3 separate regions of the Mus musculus genome follow, and regions 2 and 3 are each linked to region 1. The links are chromatin contacts, called in public Micro-C maps. All regions are on one chromosome and are shown on one strand. Each heading gives the region's core, a stretch centred on a gene start, on an enhancer-like site or on the middle of the called end of the contact. The rest is flanking DNA. Distances are from core to core; before and after follow the strand shown. Region 1 holds the start of Pgr (progesterone receptor). Region 2 holds the start of Trpc6 (transient receptor potential cation channel, subfamily C, member 6). Region 3 holds the start of Arhgap42 (Rho GTPase activating protein 42).

The links. A called contact is a pair of places that touch in the nucleus more often than the background predicts.
Region 2: a contact with region 1 is called in a Micro-C map of embryonic stem cells, with 3 times the contacts expected there. The contact joins the promoter of Trpc6 here to the promoter of Pgr in region 1. A contact is called at or near these places in 1 of 39 promoter capture datasets (embryonic stem cells), 2 of 484 Hi-C or Micro-C datasets (both in embryonic stem cells) and 1 of 115 datasets of contacts at active chromatin or transcription factors (large pre-B cells).
Region 3: a Micro-C map of embryonic stem cells shows a contact between it and region 1, with 4 times the contacts expected there. The contact joins the promoter of Arhgap42 here to the promoter of Pgr in region 1. A contact is called at or near these places in 2 of 39 promoter capture datasets (hippocampal neurons and neural stem cells), 5 of 484 Hi-C or Micro-C datasets (cerebral cortex, embryonic stem cells and uterus) and 1 of 9 other capture datasets (adipose tissue).

Annotation. Positions count from the first base shown.
Region 1 is chr9:8,898,340-8,901,209 of GRCm38.p6, forward strand. It overlaps Pgr (progesterone receptor), which reads left to right and starts at 1,494. Exons shown (of 8, transcript NM_008829.2): 1 at 1,494-2,870. The coding sequence starts at 2,129.
Region 2 is chr9:8,542,729-8,545,598 of GRCm38.p6, forward strand. It overlaps Trpc6 (transient receptor potential cation channel, subfamily C, member 6), which reads left to right and starts at 1,414. Exons shown (of 13, transcript NM_013838.2): 1 at 1,414-1,870. The coding sequence starts at 1,704.
Region 3 is chr9:9,237,655-9,240,524 of GRCm38.p6, forward strand. Arhgap42 (Rho GTPase activating protein 42) reads right to left here and starts at 1,373. Exons shown (of 24, transcript NM_001372563.1): 1 at 972-1,373. The coding sequence starts at 1,125. The region is part of intron 2 of Gm16833 (predicted gene, 16833); the gene reads left to right.

The sequences.
Region 1 (2,870 bases), core at 244-2,743:
ATGCTCCTATAGGAGACTACCTGCTAGCCTCATTTCTTTGCTTCCCACACTTATTTCTATGCACTGTCCAGAATGCCTCCACCCCCAGCTCCCACACTCCGGTTTTACCATTTGATACCATAAAGACATACAATAACTGCTTCCTTGAATTCTCTTCTCCCTCCCTAATTCTCACACATTTAAAATTAGTCAGCAATATCTCATTGCTGGAATAGTCCACACCCAAGCCCAATGGTCCAGTGTAACAGCAGCAATTCACGACTATGTAGCACCTCCCTGGTGATTGACATCTAGGCACCTTGCCTCCAGCAGCTCTGCCATCTCTGCAGTTTTGGAGCCTTTCACAAATCTTCTAGACCTGGCTGAGAATAACTGCAGGCTTCAGCATTAAAATGGCCTGGAAACACTCAAAGGCATTTCCCAAACGACTAACTCACTTTTGAATAGCGATGTGTCACGGCATCCACTGACTGGGCTTGAGAGTGGACAGCTTATGACGGTGTATAAAATAAATCATATTACTCTCTCCCCTCCACAGTGTTCTCATGACTTTAAAGGTGATTTATTCTTAAAGCTCAATGGTAATTATTCTAAGAGTAGAGAAACATAGAGGGGAGAAAATGCCATTTAGCTTTCCCAGTGGAAAACTTAATATGTGATGTAGATATTTAGTAAGGACTGAAGAGAACCTCATGAAAATCAGAACAAACAGAATATGACACTCAATGTCCAAACTCCCCATACAGGCAGCGATGTGTTACCAACTGTCTTCCATCCTTAACTGCTAAGTCACATTGGTGGCCCACTTGTCACAAGAATAGTTTGAGCGTGTTAGAGGAAGGCTGGACAGGCAGCCAGTAAGGTTGTTCAGTGTCAAACTCAGGATGAGTTCTATCTCCAGAATCTGCATGGTTCAAGGAGGAAATCCACTCTTTGGGGCTAGTCTTAGACTACCATATGCACGCGACACATGCAAGCACTCACACATATACACACAGAGCACTTGCTGCTCCTGCAGAGAACCCCAGTTAGGACCTCAGCACCTATATCAGAGCACCTGCAACTTCACCTCTGAGGGCTCTCACCCTCTCTGCTGACGTCTGAGCAACTATATAACCATGTAACATACACTCCCAGAGACATATACACGTAATAAAATGAAAATACTTGAGATCATTTTATACCTTTTATACAAAAAATAAAATGTCACGATATGTCACTGTCTGTGTTGAATATTTACAAATATTTTCAAATCCTGAAATCTTTACAACAACTTTGCTTTTTATAGGGTGGGGCTGGCATGCTTCTTAATTCAGTACAAATTCTGATATGTTTAGATTTCTTCTCAAAGCATCTGATATTCCAGGTGGAATCAGACTAGTGAGTAGCTGGAATTCCAACGCCAGAGATTTAGATCTAGCCAGTGATTGGCTAGGGAGGGGCTTTGGGCGGGCCTTCCTAGAGCGCCAACGCTTGCTAGAAAGCTATGGAGCCAGTCTAGACTGTCACTATCAGTCTTTGTAGTATTTACGGGTGCGAGGATTCTGACATTCTGCTAACTTCTCTTAGCTTTACTAGAGCAACCTGCAACCAGAACTCGCTGGGATTGTAGAGAACCTAGGGAGCCATAGAGACTGTCGCTGCAGGAGAACGAGTAAGAATGGGCTACGTCTTAGCCCCAGGTTTTTGGTGAGGACTGTAAAGCAAACTTCCTAGGATGTCTAGGTTTCAACAAACATAAGAAGTCCGGAGATAGCGGGAGTCCTTTTTTTCAGCACCGGCCACACCAGTTCCGGGTCTCCCATTCAAGAAGAAACACGAAAAAAAGTCTCTCGAATAACTCCCAGTTCTCAGACCAGACCAGCTTGCTCCAGCTACTTCTTCCTGTCCTCACCCCACCGCGACCGGGACAGCGCGACTACCACCCTTCCTCTGCGTCTGGGTGGAGGGTAAGGACAGGAGCTGACCAAGACCGCCCCTCCCAACCAGGAGGTGGAGATCCCACGGGTCCTGCGACTCTACACCCACTTCCTCCTCCCTCTGCCCCTATATCACCGGCACCCCCTCCTCCTTCCCTTTTCCCTCCTCCCAGGAGACAGGGGAGGAGAAAAGGGGAGCTTGGGTCGTCATGACTGAGCTGCAGGCAAAGGATCCGCAGGTTCTCCACACGTCTGGCGCTTCGCCCTCCCCCCCACACATCGGGTCCCCCTTGCTTGCACGCTTGGACTCAGGTCCCTTCCAAGGGAGCCAGCACTCGGACGTGTCGTCTGTAGTCTCGCCTATACCGATCTCCCTGGACGGGCTGCTTTTTCCTCGGTCCTGCCGGGGTCCCGAGCTCCCAGACGGAAAGACAGGGGACCAGCAGTCGCTGTCCGACGTGGAGGGAGCTTTCTCTGGGGTAGAAGCCACTCATAGGGAAGGAGGCAGAAATTCCAGAGCCCCGGAGAAGGACAGCAGACTCTTAGACAGTGTCTTAGACTCGTTGTTGACTCCCTCCGGGACCGAACAGAGTCACGCCAGCCCTCCAGCCTGCGAGGCCATCACTTCCTGGTGTCTCTTTGGGCCAGAGCTTCCAGAAGACCCCCGCAGTGTCCCTGCTACCAAAGGGTTGTTGTCCCCGCTCATGAGTCGGCCAGAGATCAAGGCTGGCGACAGCTCCGGGACAGGAGCAGGACAGAAGGTGCTGCCCAAAGGACTGTCACCACCCAGGCAGCTGTTGCTCCCTACCTCGGGGAGTGCTCACTGGCCCGGGGCAGGGGTGAAGCCGTCCCCGCAGCCAGCTGCAGGGGAGGTGGAAGAGGACAGTGGCCTGGAGACCGAGGGCTCTGCAGCTCCGCTTCTAAAGAGCAAACCTCGAGCACTGGAAGGCA
Region 2 (2,870 bases), core at 164-2,663, 360 kb before region 1:
TGAAGATGAAGGCCTGAAAGGGGCCCTGTCCCAGAAGGTATGTTGCTTCTGCAGCCCGAGTGCTCTCCTGTGCAGACTGGTCTCTGAGGGACCTGGGATAGAAGATTGTATGTGCTTTTTAATTTATATGTTTTTTTTTCTTCATCTTTTCTTTTGAGGTAGATTGTGACTCTGTAGGCCAGGCTTGCTTGGAACTCATATATAGTCAAGGTTAGACTTGAACTCTCCCCAATCTTCTGCCTCAGGATTTCAAGTGCAGGGTTTAGAGGTGAGTGTTATATGCTCTGATTATTTAACCAACATTTCTCTTTCCTGGGAGCACTGTTAGGACAGACAGTCCTTCAACTGATTGTCCCTGAATCCTAAAATAGTTGTTGGTATGCATTAAATAGTGATGAATAGTGAGTGAATGGATTCTTAATTTTCTTTTAATTCAACCACTATAAATACTCATTTATTGTGTGTGTGTGTGTGTGTCTGTCTGTCTGTCTGTCTATCTCTGTGTGACTTTCTGTGTGTCTGTCTCTGTGTGCATAGGGTGGGGAATTTGAATGCCCATGTGGATCAATTTAAGTTTTCTTTCTCTGTCAACCCTCCACCAGACTTTTTCAAGCAGGGCTCACTGAATCTGGAGTTTGCTGTTTTGGCTAGATTAGCTGGCCAGCCAGCTTCAAATTAGAGATGTCCTTCACCATGGAAGACTGTTATGTAAATACTGGAGACCTCAACGCATGTCCCCATACTTTTGCTCCAAGCACTTTAACCACTGAGAGAAATCCCATTTGTTCTTGTTGAGAAGGTTTTGATTTTGACAGATGTATGCCAATTGATCAGATTGTTAAAACAAGTTTTCAAAGCAGTTAGGACATTGGAGAAAATACACGATTTATGGCATTCAAATGAATCAGGGAGGATTTTCCTTAAAGCAAGCAGACACCATCGGAAAATGCCCTTTTTCTGTTGGTTTTTTTTCAGGAACCAGGAACATTCCACGGTAAGAACACAGACTGCTCTTCCATTACGTCGGAGCTTGGGAATGGGAGAGAAACATCTCAAGAAAATGAAGGAAGCGTGGAAGAAGGAGAAGATCTCGATTTCTGAGTGTTACTTAAAAGAAACTTCCTCGAAAGCCCTCCCTTGGTGTTACTTAAGAACCCTACTTTGGGAGCAGTTTACCCTCCCAAGCCCAAATAAAGAATGTGCCTGGCTCCCACTAGTTTAGTTTATTCTAGCTCTGTAAGTTGTGGCTTCCAGACAGGGGTCGGCGGATTTCTGGACGGTCCTTTCGATCCCTTTAAAGGTGGGGATCGTGACGGAGGACGTGGGGGAAGAAGGCGGGAGGCGAGGGCTGGAGAGTCACGGTTGACATAGTAACTCTTCAGCGGCTCTCCCTAGCGGCTGCCACTGAGGCCCCGCCTGTGCCCTCTGCCTGGGAGCCTGGGGCCGCCTGTCTGCGCGGTCCGGATGCGCTCAGGTCAAGGTTCCTTTCGCGGCTGTCTCCCAAGCCCCTAACTAGTGACTTCCACTGTGGCGGGCAGGGAAGCCATTGGCAGAACCTAGCCAGTCAGGAATCTGCATCTCTTCCCTCATTATCCTCTCCCTGGCATTGCTTTGCTCGGGTCCAGCTCAGTTGGTGACGCGGCCCCTTCTCCCCAGGTTCCCATCCACGGAAGCAGGGGTGCAGGCCGGCCAGGCACTGTGCCATGAGCCAGAGCCCGAGGTTCGTGACCCGGAGGGGCGGCTCTCTAAAGGCTGCCCCTGGAGCCGGCACCCGGCGCAACGAGAGCCAGGACTATTTGCTGATGGACGAGCTGGGAGACGACGGCTACCCGCAGCTCCCGCTGCCACCGTATGGCTACTACCCCAGCTTGTAAGTATGGGCGAGGGCAGCACGGGTTGCAGGAGTGGGTCCCGTGCGCGCCTCAACAGCCATGTGTCTCCAGACTTCCAGACAAGCGAGGGGTGCTAGCGCAGATGGGACGAGGCTGGCTGCTGGTGAGCACTCAAAGGCTGCGCTCACCCTCAGATTGAGCCCATGTGGTTCCCTCCCCACTACTCCTGTTGGGATACCAGGTCACCACAGGGGATCTAATGCTTGTCACCACAGGGGGAAGGAGAGCTATGCTTGGTCAATGTCTACAGCTCCTGCTACCTTGAGGAACTCTGCTCAACAGGCACGATCTGATCAGGTTCCAGTTTTTGCTCCAGTGATACCTTTTGTGTGATCAGAACTCTAAGGGTCTTTGAAGAAACCCACCATAGTGCACTCTCTAGTTCTACCAAGTCCTCTGGTCTTGAGCACGGATTACTTAGGGAGAGAATGGGCAACCTCCTTCTCACCCTGGAGCTGAGATTAAACGGGGGAGATAGACCTCAGGATTTTGTACCCATAGGATAGAAAAACAGAGACCAGCTCTTTACTAGTGGCATCTCAATAACTACGAGCCTTTTTTAACAACAACAGCACCAGCAGCAACAACAACAACTGACCCCCACTCCCCTCCCATGAGGTTGGTGACAGTGGTGCTGTGAAGGGACAGACAGCAGATAATAGAATGGAGAAACAAAGTCTTCCTTTCTCTTTTGCCCCTGGCAGGCTGTGAGCACTTGTGTAGTAGACCTACAGTATTTCTGGCTCTTTACACCTTCCCTTAATCTCTGCTTGACCGAATACCCAGGTTTCCTGGCCTGTCACAGCCTTCCGCAAGCTGTTTCCTAGGAAAGCCTTTATCAGTTTGGTTAGTTCTTCTAGAGTATGGAGGGGTGGTGATATCCAACCCACCTCCATTGGGGGGTGAGGGGGCTGGCATACCCTGATGACTTAGCTTGGCTTTTAGAGCTGTGATCAGGGCTGAGAGAGTCAAAGCCTG
Region 3 (2,870 bases), core at 123-2,622, 340 kb after region 1:
TTTTCAGAAGCTGAAGCCTTCCCAATTTTCCATGTAAGACACAAGTGGATTCTGGGAAAGGCAATGGTTAACGTTTAGCGTGTACTAAGTAATCCACTTGGTTCTCAGTATGAGAAAGCTTGAGTTGTAATAATGGAAGGGGAAGTTCTAAAGGAGAAACGAGTAAAGAATATCCTGAAGGGAGAAGTGTGGGAAAGATACTGACATCTACCAGGTCTGACTGAATGTAGACCTGAGCTCTCACCAATGACCAACACTGCACACCACACGATGCAAGCCAAAATTTAATACGAACAGAACACTCACAAGGGCTTTAAAATACACGGGTACCCTATTGGGTCCAAACAGCTTACCAATGGCCAAACTGCAGACGTGTATTTTTAAAAGGTCAAATCAATGACGAGTCATTGTTGTATGAAATTACTTTTCCTAAAGTATTATTAAATTCACTAGCTTCACTTTAACTCTCCAGACTCCCTTGTTTCCACTCTTCCCAGAGAGTTTGGCTTGCTTTGATTTGTTGTTGTTGTTGTTTGGTTTGTTTGTTTTGTTTATGAGACAGGGTCTCACTCTGTTGCCCTGACTGGCGTGGCTCTCTCCACCACCTTAAAACGAAAAATCAAAACAATTTAAAACAACAACAACAAAACCAACCCCCCACCAAAAACAACAACAACAACAACCAGGCACCGAAACTTTAGCAACAACAAACAAAAGTGAAAGTCTCTACCAACTTTTCACTGACAAGTCTCAAAAGTTGACTCTCAAGGGCTGTAGGGGAAACTTTTCCTCCCCAGTGTTGCCTGGGAAGTAAATCCGCACCACTAAGAACAGACTTTGTTGGCCACCAGCAGGGGAGCTCTTCAGCTTTTGTCCCCAATCCATTCAAACAAAAGAAGTTCGGTCTGGGGCTTCCCAACCAGGGTCCCGCACCCCATGGGGTCTTGCACACTTGGGGGCCCGTCACTCACTTCTCAGCGCCCCGATGAGCAGAGAGCCATCCTTCAGCAGCTCTTTGATGAACTTGTTGGTTCTCTCCAGCTCGATCTCGTGACACTGCAATCGCTCCCTAAAATCCGGGCTGTCCAAATACGAATCGCTGAACTCCAGAGTGGGCAGCCCCATGGCCCAGGCGCGGCGGCCGCTAGCTGCGGCGGGTGCGGGGACACTGCGAACGCGGGGGAGCGCTGGGGAGAGCGGAGGACTGGGCCCCGCGCGCCGGGCTCAGTGCAGCTGCCCCGAGGCCGGGCGGAGGCTCCGGGCGCTGTCACCGGCTCGCATCGTCGCTCGCTCGCACCGTGGGGGTGGCGAGGCTACAAGCTGTAGCGCAGAGGAGTCTTCTGACAGCGTCACTCGCTGACCCTGGGGACAGTGGCGCGCGCTTAGCTGGCGGCGCCTCACGGCGACTCGGGCCCGTAGGGAAACCCGCCCCCTGTGCGGAGCGCACGCGGGCCGGCCTGCAGCTCCCGGGCAGACCCTCCTCCACCCTCCCCGCCCCTCGCTGTCCCCGCCCGGTCCCCGCCCGGTCCCTGCGGTGCGCACTTTGCTCCCCGCACCCAGCACTGCTGTGTTGTAGCCTCACCCGATTCCTACCCGTCCCCGTCTGGGCCCACTGAGAGCGCCAGGCCCTGTGCGCCCCAAACCATCTCCAACCCCCAGCGTCCCCCTCAGGAACAGTCTGACTCCCACGTTAACCCCTGCGGGAACTACCACTTCCCAGCCGGTTCAAGTTTCACTTCAGGGTCCTGCCCATAAGTCCAAAATAGAAAGGATGTCCCGCCTGACTCCCAACCCCGCTGCATTGACCCATCAGTGAGGTGTGTTGGGTGTTATCCCTCAGTCTGTAAGAAAGGGGAATTGATTTTATTAACTCATTTCACATGTTATATACCCCTGTTTTAGTGTCTCTAATTGACACCTGGGTGGGTGGACCTACAAGTTCAGAGACTTTCATCGACTTGACCTGATCAAGCATTTCAAAGGAATCATTAATTCCTTTGGTGGTGGTGGTAGGTAATACCTGCATTCAACTGGCTGAAGCAGGAGAATTGCCAAGAGTTCAAGGCCAACATGGACTACACAGAGAAACACTGTCTCTGAGATGAATATATATATATGAATTCCTGCAAAGAGTCAATTAGCAGAGGTTGACCTAATAAATGTGCGTTCTGTTGAAACCCTGACAACAAAATAACCTACTATTTTATGTCATCCTGCACTCACCTGTAGCTTTTTTGAGAACTCCGTTACTTTTCTTAAGGATCTGTTTTTAATTTCTACATTTCCACTGCTTTGTATATTTGAACCATCTGTTTTTAAAAAAGAAAGGAAGGAAGGAAAAAAGAAACTTGTACAAATCATGGGAAAATCCACTGAAGTGCTTTACATTTTTTCCCAATTAAATTTCAGGAACCTTTAGCTGCAATTTTTTTCAGCCATACAATAACATTAAAAGTAGCATGTAAACAGCCAGGAATGGTGGTGCATGCCTTTAATCCCAGCACTCGGAAGGCAGAGGCAGGTGGATTTCTGAGTTCGAGGCCAGCCTGGTCTACAGAGTGAGTTCCAGGACAGCCAGGGCTACCCAGAAAAACCCTGTCTCGAAAAACCAAACAAACAAAACAACAAAACAAAACAAAAAGCAAAAATAGCATGTAAACTTTAAAACAGACAAAACCATGTAAACAGTATGCTTGATGACTTTTTTTAAATTCTCATTTTAAAAGCTTACATCCATATTTTTAGTACGAGTCTGCACACTTTAGAAATGTGTGATGACAGTTCTATACATTTTCTTTTTGTGATATTTATTTCTAGGGATGGGAACACACATCTGAACAGTGGAAGTCAAGGGACACTCGGCTGTAACT